Linked DNA regions of Mus musculus: region 2 is linked to region 1. Evidence: chromatin contacts called from public Hi-C data. All regions are on one chromosome and are shown on one strand. The core of a region is the stretch at or near the end of the contact, and the rest is flanking DNA. Distances in the headings are between cores, read along the strand shown.

Evidence for each region. Hi-C and Micro-C count contacts between places; a contact is called where the count stands out from the background.
Region 2: a Hi-C map of the C2C12 cell line shows a contact between it and region 1, with 1.6 times the contacts expected there. The contact joins two enhancer-like sites. A contact is called at or near these places in 3 of 484 Hi-C or Micro-C datasets (3T3-L1-derived adipocytes, the C2C12 cell line and nephron progenitors) and 1 of 115 datasets of contacts at active chromatin or transcription factors (pancreatic cancer cells).

What each region holds. Positions count from the first base shown.
Region 1 is chr13:32,263,690-32,270,039 of GRCm38.p6, reverse strand. All of the region lies in intron 1 of Gmds (GDP-mannose 4, 6-dehydratase), which reads left to right. Among named protein-coding and RNA genes, the nearest start is that of Gm52055, 33 kb to the right of the region's middle. Within about 2 kb of position 2,654, at least 37 of the 459 cell types and tissues checked have an H3K27ac peak or open chromatin away from gene starts, as enhancers often do. A contact at or near this core is called in the C2C12 cell line, where this site is marked.
Region 2 is chr13:32,394,740-32,401,087 of GRCm38.p6, reverse strand. No RefSeq gene overlaps it. Among named protein-coding and RNA genes, the nearest start is that of Gmds, 59 kb to the right of the region's middle. Within about 2 kb of position 2,242, at least 19 of the 459 cell types and tissues checked have an H3K27ac peak or open chromatin away from gene starts, as enhancers often do. A contact at or near this core is called in the C2C12 cell line, where this site is marked.

The sequences.
Region 1 (6,350 bases), core at 1,405-3,904:
GAGGACAGATACCTACTGTTTGATTCTAGCTATAGAAAACCACAGTCTTGATTTATGGCACCCTAGTGCCATGGGAGGAGAGTTTAAAAACCAATGAACTTGCCAAGTCAGTACCTTTCCACTAATGCAAAAGTGGCCTCCTATGCTGTGGCTGATTTAGGATTCCAGAGACATGCAGTTGGGGGCATACACAGGCCTGGACCTCGAGTAGTCACACCGTGGTCAGGTAGTCTTTCTGTTCCTTAGAAAATTGACTGAATTGTTTATATTTCTTAAATGTATATCCTTGCATTGCTCAGGAGCCAGTTTAGTCTCAAGAGATTTTGTTTATGAACACAGTGACCTTATCAGGCATAGACAATTTCCTGTGTTATTAAGATGTTCCTTGGCAGAATATTATTTTTCTTGGTGAACATATCATGGTATAAAACACGCACAGAGCCAGATTTTTTTTTTTTGAGTGAATTAGCTGTATTGTCATTTATCTGTTGCAGATCTTGTTTTTGAGTTTACTGACAGCCACTCCTGTAGTTAGTGACTTGCTTGGATGAGGTTTTGGCTTTCTCTCCTTTTATTCTGACTTTTAGCAGCCTGAGTCATAGTCAGGAAGTCCTCTGAAGCCAACCTTTTAGCTCTTATTTTTATTTCAGGGACACTTTAGGAAATGGTAACTCTGCCCAAGACAGGAGTGTTTGGTTTTTCTATGGAATGATAAAGATCTTGTTTTGTGTCTCCAGTACGAGTTCTCCTTCTATCCTAGAACTTGGTCTGAGGGGTGTGATGGAGAGCAACAGTTGAAGTTGTGTTTCCAGATTCTCAAGGGTATCCTAAGAGGAAAAAAAAATCCAAAACCAACCAACCAATCAACCAACCAACCCCCAAACTACTTTGAAGCTTCCTTGGGAATCCACCTCCTGCCATATATGGAGGTCTTGCTGGTGCTGCTTTTCACATCACTTTGTGGCCATGTTTCATCAGTGAGGTTAACACATATGTAGAACTAAATGACAGTCATTCTTCAAAATGAATTTAGCATAATACTTTTGACAAATATTAATTTAAAATGTTTCAAAGAAAGACTTCTTTAAAAATTCAGATTACATGATTAACAGAAGTGTATATTTGGAGAAGTTATTTGTAATTTTTTTTTTTTTTTGATTTTGCAGTCTGAGTTTGGCCAGTGCTATGTTAAGTTCTTCATATGATTATTCCAGTAGCTGCAACTGAATTACATTTTTGGTACTTTTTCTCTGTGATTTAAAAAAAATTTTTTTTTTGTAGAATTAAATTGTATAAAAGAATATGGTAGGAGAAGGTGTCAGACCTCATTTGAATCTTTTGTCTCTTATAGCTCGTAATTGTTCCTTCTTCCTTCCTTTCTTCTTTCTGTGATCTCTGTCCTCTTAAAAGACTAAGTTTCATGATTCCCAGTGTAAGCAGGCACGTTTGTGAAGAGTAGCTAAAGGCTCTAATTGTCCTCATCTCTGATCCTGTCAGGAATGAGTTAATTAGACACCTCATTTATGCCAGCCGAGAAAGAAAAAGCTGTAGCCTGGCTGGGTGTGTTGACTTGAGCAAAGGAGGCCTGTGTGAAGGTTGCAGGAGTGAGAGCTATTAGTCACAGAATTTATCAAGCTTCTCCCCTAACACTGAGGGGAGCCATGACAACTTAGTGGTAATCAAATGGTCCCCGAGTTTCCTGAGCAGTTTATGCTATGCAAACAGTTTGCATTCATGCCTCTTACTGAGATTTGGAAGTTCCTGTACTATGGTTTTCTGGATATTGTCACATTCATATAATTGAGAGGTACACCATTTTATTTTGACGTCTAGATGGTAGTTGTTTGAGTTATTGGGAAATTTTGGTTGACGTTTTTCTTTTTCTTTTTTTTCATTTTTCAGGTGAAACTAAATATCACAGGACATACTTATATTTTACTTTTGCATTATAATTTTACCATTTTCCAGAAAGTGTTTTCTTATTCTAAATTAAAGAACCATTACCTGTCTGACGGGGGAGTTAGATGTAAACTGAGTTGGAATTTTGGTGACTGGTGTGTGTGTGTCTGTGTGTGTGTGTGTGTGTGTGTGTGTGTGTTACATAGCTAACATATGAAGGGAAAATAGAAGTTGGAAGCAGGAAGGTGATGAAAAGGGCACTGTGGGAGTTGAACATGAAAGAATGGTGCTTTCATAAGGAGAGAGATATTGATGTGGTTTTGGGGACCTGAGGTTTGTTTTTGTTTCAGCCACTATCTTTGTGACAATAGTGAATCAAAACTGTATCAGCAGGCAGGTTTTAATACCCATTTCCAAACAGAGATGTCTCTCTAAGATACACAGGGAAAGGCTAACATAGACTGCCCATATTTGTTCTGCTTCTCATTTTACCCTTGAGGAATGAAAGAATCCCGTGGAGCACTGCCAGCATTAGTTTAGGCTGAAACATATAATTGTATTGGGTAATAAAGGAATTTAAAAATTCCTGTTGTTTTTCCTGTGGCTTTCTTTCACAAATCAGACTAATGGTGAAATACTTTTGCAAGTGTTCTCATTCATCTCTGACTGATGTAAGAATCCTAGTGCCTTGTGGTTTCATAATTACCAAAGCCCTAATTTCTTTGGCAGCTCTTTTCTCTCTGTGTAGATTTTCCTTTTGGCAGCAAAAATGTTTACTCACATGCCATGATTAGTACTGGCATTCCTGGACGGTGGAGGCAGCATCTGCATGCTGATGGATTAGCCACAAGTGAGATAATCTTTTATATACAGGTCAGCAGAATAGCTGCCACTGGTCACTGAGATGAGCTATAGATTTCTGACTGCTTGCTTATGTCTAGGATCATATAGAATGCATCTGAATCTGGTAGTTTTTATTCTACCCTAGAAATTACAGCACCATGGCCATACTCATCAAGTCAAGGAATCTGAAAACATTTGCATGTTTTTGAAGAGTGTTTTCTAGACCTTGCTGTCTAGTAGATGAACAATATCTCCTGAGAGCCAGGGAGACACAGAATCTCTGTTCGAGCCTGGTCCTGTGCTCTAGAAAGTATTGACATTGTAAAGGAGCTGTCCTGTGGTTGCCAGTGGAGGTTTAGTGTGTCTGCTAGTCTCGCAGCAGCCTTCACCACAGCGGAACTACCTTGCAGTGGAAAGGGCAAAAGTTTATTATTTGCATAGCTGGAGTGAAGCAGTCTGACTGGTTCTTGCATGTATTTTTCTTGATAGACATTTGGTGGTCTCTCTTTATTTTCTATAACATTAGTAGAGAAAATCCATGGCATTTGTCTCTTTTATGTAAAATCCTGATTGACTTTTTATTTTAACAAGATATTGAAGGAAGCATGGGCTATTTAGTGTGTGTAAAGAAAATAAAAAATATTGAGAAGAAATCGAAAAGCTCTCAAGCCGAGAGAAAAAAATAGTATTTATCCCAAATAATATCTATATATTTTCATATTAATAGTGATAAATTCTACTCATAGTATTTGTTCTCAGTGATGCTGCAATCTAAAGAAAATTTATAGGCGAAATAATAAAAATCTAAAATACTGAACTTTAAAATAAAACTGAAGTACTAATGCATCTTATTTTCATGTTTACCAAAAAACATTCTATGGCTAAAATTTAAAAGTCAGTTTTAAGTTTCTTGTTAAAGTAAGTGACTGCTTTTGCTTTGAATCTCATTTGTTTACTAGCTCGTCTCACTTCTTATTCACTGATCATGTGCAGGGCTATGACTGTGTAGAGTGCATCTTCATTAGATTTTCATTTGTTTGCTGAGAACATACCTGTGGGAGAAAGGGAGGGAGGGAGGGAGGGAGGGAGGGGAGGGAGGGAGGGAGGGGAGGGAGGGAGGGAGGGGAGGGAGGGGAGGGAGGGAGAAAGGGGGAGGAAAGAGAATGAATTTGTGAGACAGATCAAAAAAATTTGGTCATAAGGTCCAGCGTCCAAAGACATCCACCAAATTGGTAATTACCTTTCATGTCAGGCTATGGATCCACTTAGGTTTTGAAAACTGCTTAGCTTTTTGATTCCTTTGTTATCTATTGATTCTGAAGAAAAAAAAAATAAGTGTCCTTTTGGCAAGTCAGTTCCTGCGGTATTTTGTCTATTAAATATAGTTAACGGAAAACAATAAAGAAGGAAAGAGAAACTTGGCTGTTGGTCAGTGGTTCTTAAACCAGTGATTGTGACCCCTCAGGGGTCAAATGACCCTTTTACACAGTTCATCTCAGACCATTGGTAAAAGGGGTATTTACATTGGTATTCATAATAGTAGCAAAGTTACAGTTATAAAGTATCAATGAAATAGTTTTATGATTGTGGGTAACCACAACATAAGAAACTGTATTAAAGGGTCACAACATAAGAAAGGTTGAGAACCATTGCAGTAAGTAATCGACAATTGATTAGTAAGAACAGACATCCTTATTGTGATAATGCTGTGCTGTGTGGCATTGGGTATGCAAAGGCTCATTGAAAGAAGTTAGCATCTTTCTTTGTTGCCCCCTTTCCAGAGCTTATGCGTGAGAGGAAGGAAAGCATCCTTCACAGAAGAGGCTTACCTTGGTTAACCTTGACTAGGATTGTCTTCTGACTTCTGCAGGTACCACACACATGTGGCACACCCATGCACATAAAGGAAGAAATGAAAAAGTATGACTGTATGCAGTATAAGTCAAAAATGAGGACGTCTTGTGTAATGTTTGATTACCTGTCATTCCTACAACTTTTAGCTCTGTCTATATGAAATATGTTTTTGAACTGTGGGGATTTCATGTGGTTAAGTTTTTTAATATACTAGTCTAAGATGAATCTTAGTGGTTGTAGTTGTTCTCCTCAGTTAGAGGCTTTTACTGAACTTACCTATAGCCAGATAGAGCAGAGCAGAGCATTGTGCTAAGTCAGAAGCTCGGTCCTCGATGGTAAATGCTTTGAAAAGCATCCAGCTTTACCTTGGTCATTTATGTAGCTGTGTTTTATGCATGGATATTGGTATAACTAATGTTCTCACACTCTGAAAAGTGAAGCTAATAGTAAAAGTTTTGGGTGGCACAGACATTGACTGTCTGGAAGCAAGTGCTATAAGCTAAGGTGGAAAAATCTTTTACTGAATTTGAGTTGGAAAAGCGTTGGTGCATATTTGTGGTCATTGCCTTTCTTCCCTAATTTATGTGCCAACATCTGAATTAGAGATCTTAACCACTTCCCATTATCTTAATTTAATTTTGAATATGAGTGCCTTTTAAATGCTAATTTTTGTGTATAAGCATAAATTATTAACAACAATCTGAATAGAAAAGAATTTAGTATGTTATTTTGATACTGAGTAGAATTTTGGAGGTAAAAGAATCCCCAAGTAGAATTATTTTATGTATTCACAAGCTATTTTCCTTTTAGTTCCATAAAAATGTTTACTGGGCCAACAGCTTAACATTGTTTTCCTAATTTTTTTCTCACTACTCTTTTTCTACATTTGTGTATAAAGCCTACCATGAAACATCAAAATCTTATAATTAAAAATTTAAGAATATGGTTGTGGCTTGGGATTATATACACAGCTGGGAAACATAATTAGAGATACTTATGCATGTGAACATTAAAAGTCACCTTAATACATTTTCTTATATTTTACATAAAAGTATAAGACCAAATAGATACAAATTGAAAATCTCTTTCATGAACTGAGGTGGGATGGTACATGCCTGTGATCCTAGCACATAGGGGGTGAAAACAGGCTGTGGGTTCAAGATCTGCTTGGGTTATTTTACATGCAAAACTATTTCGCATCTCTCCTTACTGTCAGCAGAGGGAGGTTCCTTTTGTCAACTTTACCTTACAATGGGTTTCTATAGCAAAACAAACAAAACAAAACAAAAAACCACCAAAAAGCTTTTTGTCATTGGGTGAACAGTAAGCTCTCATTTTCATTTATATTTGTTTCATTTTAAGTAGAACTTAGATCTTTAAATCTATTTATAAGTCCGTTTCTGTATAAGCTTCTATATAAGCTATAATTGTAACTGCCATCTGCCTTGTTTATTTTTTTTGGTGATATGCTTCTTGTTTAGGTGGACAGTAATTTTCCTAATTGTGTCTTGCTTTAAAAAAGTTATTCATGGCTGGAATGTTTTAATGAATTAAAACAAAAAGAATTTTGCATGTAACTATTGCTTGATTAAACAAATACTGGTTTTATATGTGTATCATATAGATAAAAATAGTCATTAAACTGTGTCCATTTGTAAAAAAAAAACTTAGTTTTTGGGCATCTCTTGTTTGCTTTTGACTGTACAGACATTTTTAGTTGTTCTGTCACTCTTTTTCTTTCTTGATATCTGGAT
Region 2 (6,348 bases), core at 993-3,492, 130 kb before region 1:
AGACTACCAGCCCAGAGATGGTCCCACCCACAAGGGGCCTTTCCCCCTTGATCACTAATTGAGAAAATGCCTTACAGTTGGACCTCATGGAGGCATTTCCTCAACTGAAGCTCCTTTCTCTGTGATAACCCCAGCTGTGTCAAGTTGACACAAAACTAGCCAGTACACAGTAGATATAAAATTTGCTTTAAAATAATTCTAAGAGAATGAATGAATTAAGCCGTTATAGAATATAAAAATTAACACACCAAAATGTGCTGCATTTAGGAACATTGACAATGAACAATCTGAAAAGGAAATCAAGAAAATGACTCTGTTTATAACAGCATCTAAAAGAATTAAAAAGTTGGAAATTAGTCACAGCAGTAGGAAACTGCTATACTAAAACCCACAGAACACTAATAAAAGAGAAATACACAGAAGGACCTCCCTGTTCATAGACAGAAAGATTTAATGTTGTCAGAACCGCAGAAGTAACCAGCATTGTAAATCTGCTCAATTCTACTGAATTACACATTTAAAATTGTTTAACTGGCATACTTTTATTGTATACGTTTTACCACAGCAATAGCAATATAGAAGAATCGCTGTGCTAACCACAGATCAGAAAGCTGACATTGGTCTGTGAAAATGTAAAATGAAAAAATGCACAGCTAAGACCTTGCCCAAGCTACTGAACTGAAGTGAGGAGAGTTTTGCCATGTTGATTAGGCAAATGGGGGCGGGGGGAGGCAATGACTGTGTCACAAAAAGTAGAAACCTATTTTATTTCACAATGGATGCAAATTAATTTCTCCTATAAAACCAAGGTATACTAAATAAAAAATTATTTAATGACAACATTTGTTTTATCATGCCTGAGTGATCACGCACCAGAGTGTTCACTCCGGGTGTGTACTACCCACATCCCCTGCATCCGTGTTTATTTGCTCTATTTTTTAAAATGCTATTAAGTAAAAATTAGGTAGAGATTCATAAGGCTCAGATATATAAAAGATTATCTTTAAAATTAGTTATTTTAGGGCTGGAGAGATGGCTCAGGGGTTTTACAAGCACTGATTGGTCTTGCAGAGGTCCTGAGTTCAATTTCCAACAACCACATGGTTGCTGACAACCACCTGTAATGGGATCTGATGCCCTCTTATGGTGTGTCTGAAGACAGTGACAGTGTACTCCTATACATAAAATAAATAAATCTTTTAAAAATTTTAGTTATGTTAATCCAATTCCCTATGTAACAGTATTTACTCTTATCCCTGCTTTTACTTTTGAATTCAACCCTTGGGAGGTGTATATTTGTTCGTGTGTGTGTGTGTGTGTGTGTGTGTGTGTGTGTGTATGTGTGTGTGTGTTTTCTGTGTCAAATGTGTCTGACATGTTCCACCATTTTCATCCTCCTCACTCCAGTAGCCTGGGCAGGCCCTCAGCTCTGCAACTCACTTTCCATTTACTGCTGTCCTGACAAAATTTGAAACCATCTAAGGCCTGGACATACCTAGACATAAACTCTTTAAATAACAAGGTGTTTAAATTGTGCTTTAAGGAAAGCCTGAAACAGACTTTTCATGAATGGACACATACAGAGCCTTCACCCTGTCTTACCGAGATCTGAATCCTCCCATCCTTAACATGATAACTTCTTCCAAAGAAATATGCAGCCTGGGACTGTAAGAAGACATGGTGCTGACACCAAGACAAGGTCAGTGTACTGGCTAGTTTTGTGTCAACTTGACACAGCTGGAGTTATCACAGAGAAAGGAGCTTCAGTTGAGGAAATGCCTCCATGAGGTCCAACTATAAGGCATTTTCTCAATTAGTGATCAAGGGGGAAAGGCCCCTTGTGGGTGGGACCATCTCTGGGCTGGTAGTCTTGGGTTCTATAAGAGAGCAGGCTGAGCAAGCCAGGGGAAACAAGCCAGTAAGTAACATCCCTCTATGGCCTCTGCATCAGCTCCTGCTTCCTGACCTGCTTGAGTTCCAGTCCTGACTTCCTTTGGTGATCAACAGCAGTATGGAAGTGTAAGCTGAATAAACCCTTTCCTCCCCAACTTGCTTCTTAGTCATGATGTTTGTGCAGAAATAGAAATCCTGACTAAGACAGTCAGTTAGAGTCTGTAGGGAATCATTTTGAGAAAGCTGAAAAAAAATAGCTCTCAGAAAAGGAACAGACACTCAGAACAGCTGGGGGGAAAGGCCATTCCCAGAGCAGCAGCAGCAATAGCAGAAAGAGAAACCACAAATATCCTGCTCCTACCCCACACTCTCCTTGGCACTCGGTGCACAGCACTGGCAACTGACAGAGCAGGCACAAGACATCATTTCAAAAAGACCTCTCACTGAAGCTCAGAAGCCCAAGACCATCTGTGTACCTCATTTTTGGGAAACTCAGACAAAGTGGAATGTGGATATCTGATAAACAAAACCCTGTGAGACTGTAGAAGAGAAACTAAATTATACCTAAATAGCATTCTGCACGCCAAAAATCTGATGGACCTGAAGTACACACTGAATTTTCACACAGACTCCAAGTAGCACAGAGGACATCGGCAAGAGCTGCACAGGGGCAAAGGCAGTATGCACAGCCGGAGCCCTACAACAATTTGAAGAGGAGTGACCAGATCTAGATTTGTCTAGACTCTTCCTGAGAAGCACAGTCACTGGACTGGAAAAAAATCTGTAATCCATGTGTCCAGAGAAAGAGTTGGGGGAAAGAACAGAATTGCTACATTCAGAAGACCTCTTCAAGGGACAGAGAAGGAACACAAGAGAATCTCGCCCATTTTAAAGCCAACAAACAGGCCTGTTTGTTTTCATAGCCTATATCTCCCATGATTCCCCAACCCTCAGCCCATTTCTTTTTCCTTCTGTATCTATCCTATCCATGTTTAATGCCCAAGGTCACTTTAGCAGGTCATCTTGTCCTATTTTGCTAAACTTCCTGAAGTAGAAATTCCTGAGGATTTTTTTTTGGAGACCCAGTTGTGTCATGTGATATTTTTTGGAAGCTGTCTTATGAGAGGATATTTTGCTGTGGCAGCCCCTTGAGAGGATGTGTGATGTTTGGAAAGAGTATAAGTAGAATCCAACAGACAGTGAGCTATGCTCTTGCATTGGTTCCCCTTGCAATGCTTTGCTGGTCTTCAATGATGATGCTCTTGCATTGGTATGGTGGGCTAGAAGGGAGGTTGAAGCATTCTAGAACCCTAAATAACATGGGTTTTAAAAAATTCTAAGCCTACAACTTCCCTCCCAGGGGGAGATGTAATTAATATCTACCCCTTCTCCTAAGGTTTCAATAACAAGCCAGGGCACAATTCCACTGAAGTTCACTCTGAAGAACCAAGTGGCTTTTTGGACTCCCTTACAAGGCACAAATGAAGTGCTACGTACAGGAATGTAGATTCTACCACCACTGCACACATGCCAATGGATCCCACCTAAAAAGCCTTTACCAAATAGGGATCAGGACATATAGAGGCATAGATGTTGCCTCTAGCTTTTAGTTACCCCCAACCCCACCAATAAATTTAACCCCTCCCTAAGATTCATATAAATAAGGAAGAGTTGTGTTGCTTACAACAGGTGGTAGGTAGGAAGAGACCAGTTGCTTTGGTAAAGATCTGGCAACCCTCTCCATTCCTCCATTACTGGATGGTAACAATTAACAATCCCAGATAGGGTAATCATTTTGCAAAGGATGCATCAGAAATCCAAAACATGGCAGCTGTTTGGCTAAGAGGACCATCACCCAAAACACCCTATGTTGTAGCCCCAAACCCTCATTCTTTTTTGATTTTTTTTTTCCTCCAAAAGAACAATCTGGCCTGATTTGCAGGGCACCTGAGCCTCAGCCTCCCGGGAAATGGGACTGTCCTCTGTTGTATGGTAGTCCTCCCTCTAGTCTACTTCTAGCCAAAATTCCCTCATCCTCATTTCTAGTGTTTCTAATATCCCTCCTATTAATATCATCAAGCACTTTCTCCTGTCACCCAACTGCTAGTCAATTGTCTTTTATTAATATTTTTTAAAAGTATGTGTATGGGTGTTTTGCATTGTGTATATCTGGGTACTACATGCACACTTGACATTTCTTGTTCTATTTTGGTGCTTCTTGTAATGTTTACTTGGTCACTTTTTATGGGTTTCATTTCTCTGCATTGGTAATTCTCCTTTTAAAAGCCTATGCCTGAGCCGGGTGTGGTGGCACACACCTTTAATCCCAGCATTTGGGAGGCAGAGGCAGGAGGATTTCTGAGTTCGAGGCCAGCCTGGCCTACAAAGTAAGTTTCAGGACAGCCAGGGATATACAGAGAAACCCTGTCTCGAAAAAAAAAAAAAAAAAAAAACCAAAACAAAATAAAATAAAAAGCCTATGCCTAGATGTTGTGTCCGGCCAGCGGCTCACATGTCTGTGAACCTGGAAGAGAAGACGGGCTAGGAGGTTTGAGAGGAAGATGTAGCTAAGACAGTCATTCTGATCAAAGCTCAATTTTATTATCCCGACAAGCAGTTATGAAGGAGGGGAAGGGGCCCGATTCCCACTAAATAATCCTGGAGTCCAGTAGCAGGGTGACCACATGTATGACTCTGGAATAGCAAAGCGGTAGGCTCCAGCAGTGGGCATGGCAGAATGATTGAGTGGCAAGTTCCACCCAGATGTAAACAGTGAAACCTGAGCAAGCAGGTTTCAGGCTGGGGAGGGGAGGCTACACCTAGGGGCTGGAGAGATGACAAGAGCACTAGCTGCTCTTCCAAAAGATCCAGGTTCAGTTCTAGCACCCACATGGCAGCTTACCACTATCTGTAACCCCTGTTCCAGGGGATATGACACCCTCATACAGACAAACATGTAGTCAAATCATCAGTGTGCATAAAATGAAAATAAATAAATAATTTTAAAAATAAAGACCTGTGCCTATGGTTATTATACAGTCTATACCTGATTATTTTCCCATTTAAAAGTTTTACATGTCCAGTTGTTTCTGTCCCACTTCTGCAAATGACACACTCACTGTATTAGTCAGGGTTCTCTAAAGTAACGAAACTTATAGAGAGATTCCTCTCTTTCTCTCTACGTGTGTGTGTGTGTGTGTGTGTGTGTGTGAGAGAGAGAGAGAGAGAGAGAGAGAGAGAGAGAGAGAGAGAGACTACATCTAACCCAGATCTTTGAGATGGGAAAACACAGGCACATACACACACTCACATGGGATTTATAAGAATGACTTACATACAGGCTTCAGTCTAGCTGGAACAATGGTTGGCTATGAAAAAAAAAATCCAAGAATCTAGTAATTGCTCAGTCCACAAGGCTGGATGTCTCAGCTGGTCTTCAGTATTTACTGGAACTCTGAAGAAGTAGGCTCTAATGCTAGTGAAGGAAAGAACTTGTTAGCAAGATGAGAGCAAGCAGGTAAAGAGCAAAATCTTCCTTCTTATAGCTCCTTATATATGATGTCATCAGAAGGTTTGGCCAGGTTAGATCTGGATTAAAGATTTCCAACAAAGGTGTGTCTTCTCTCCTCAAGATCCGGATTACGGGTGCGTCTTTTTCTATCTCAAAAGATCTGGATTTAAAGTGTGTTTCCCTACCTCAAAGATCTGAGTTAGATGTGGTGAAGTTGACAACCAAGAATAGCCATCACTCATACTGTATGCATGATTTTGTTTTTTGTTTGTTTGTTTGTGGCATTTTTCACTCTGCTTTCCAGGATCGTCTCAAAGCCCTGAGCAACAATCACCCTGTCTCACCTTCCCCAGAAGGTGGCATACATTGCCATGGCTGACAATTTTTAAGGGATGTGCTAAAGATTATTCATGAAAATAATGTGTGGAGACCTTTTAAGAGCTAAAACAAAGAGATCTCCACCCAGTGCCAGATCCCCAGTGGTTCTAAAGTCTAAGGTGCTCATAAAAGAATGTTATCAAATTGTAACTTGCATGCAATGAAATGTGTATGCTCTCAGTGACTTTTGGCAAATGCTCAACACTGTGGAACCATCACTGTCTCATATACTTCATTTTTCTCTTAGAAATCTCTTCTGTGTTTGTTCCTCAGCCTTCAGTAACACACACACACACACACACACACACACACACACACACACACACAAAAACCCTAGCCTGGGCTGGAGAGATAGCTCAGTGGTTAAGAGCATTGACTGCTCTTTCAGAGGTCCTGAGCCCAATTCCCAGTAACCACATGTGGCCACAAAGTTCTGTAATGAAATCTGATGCCCTCTTCTGGTGTGTCTAAAGAGAGCAATGATATATATATATATATATATATATATATATATATATATATATATATATATATATATATTGATAGATAGATAGATATAGACATAT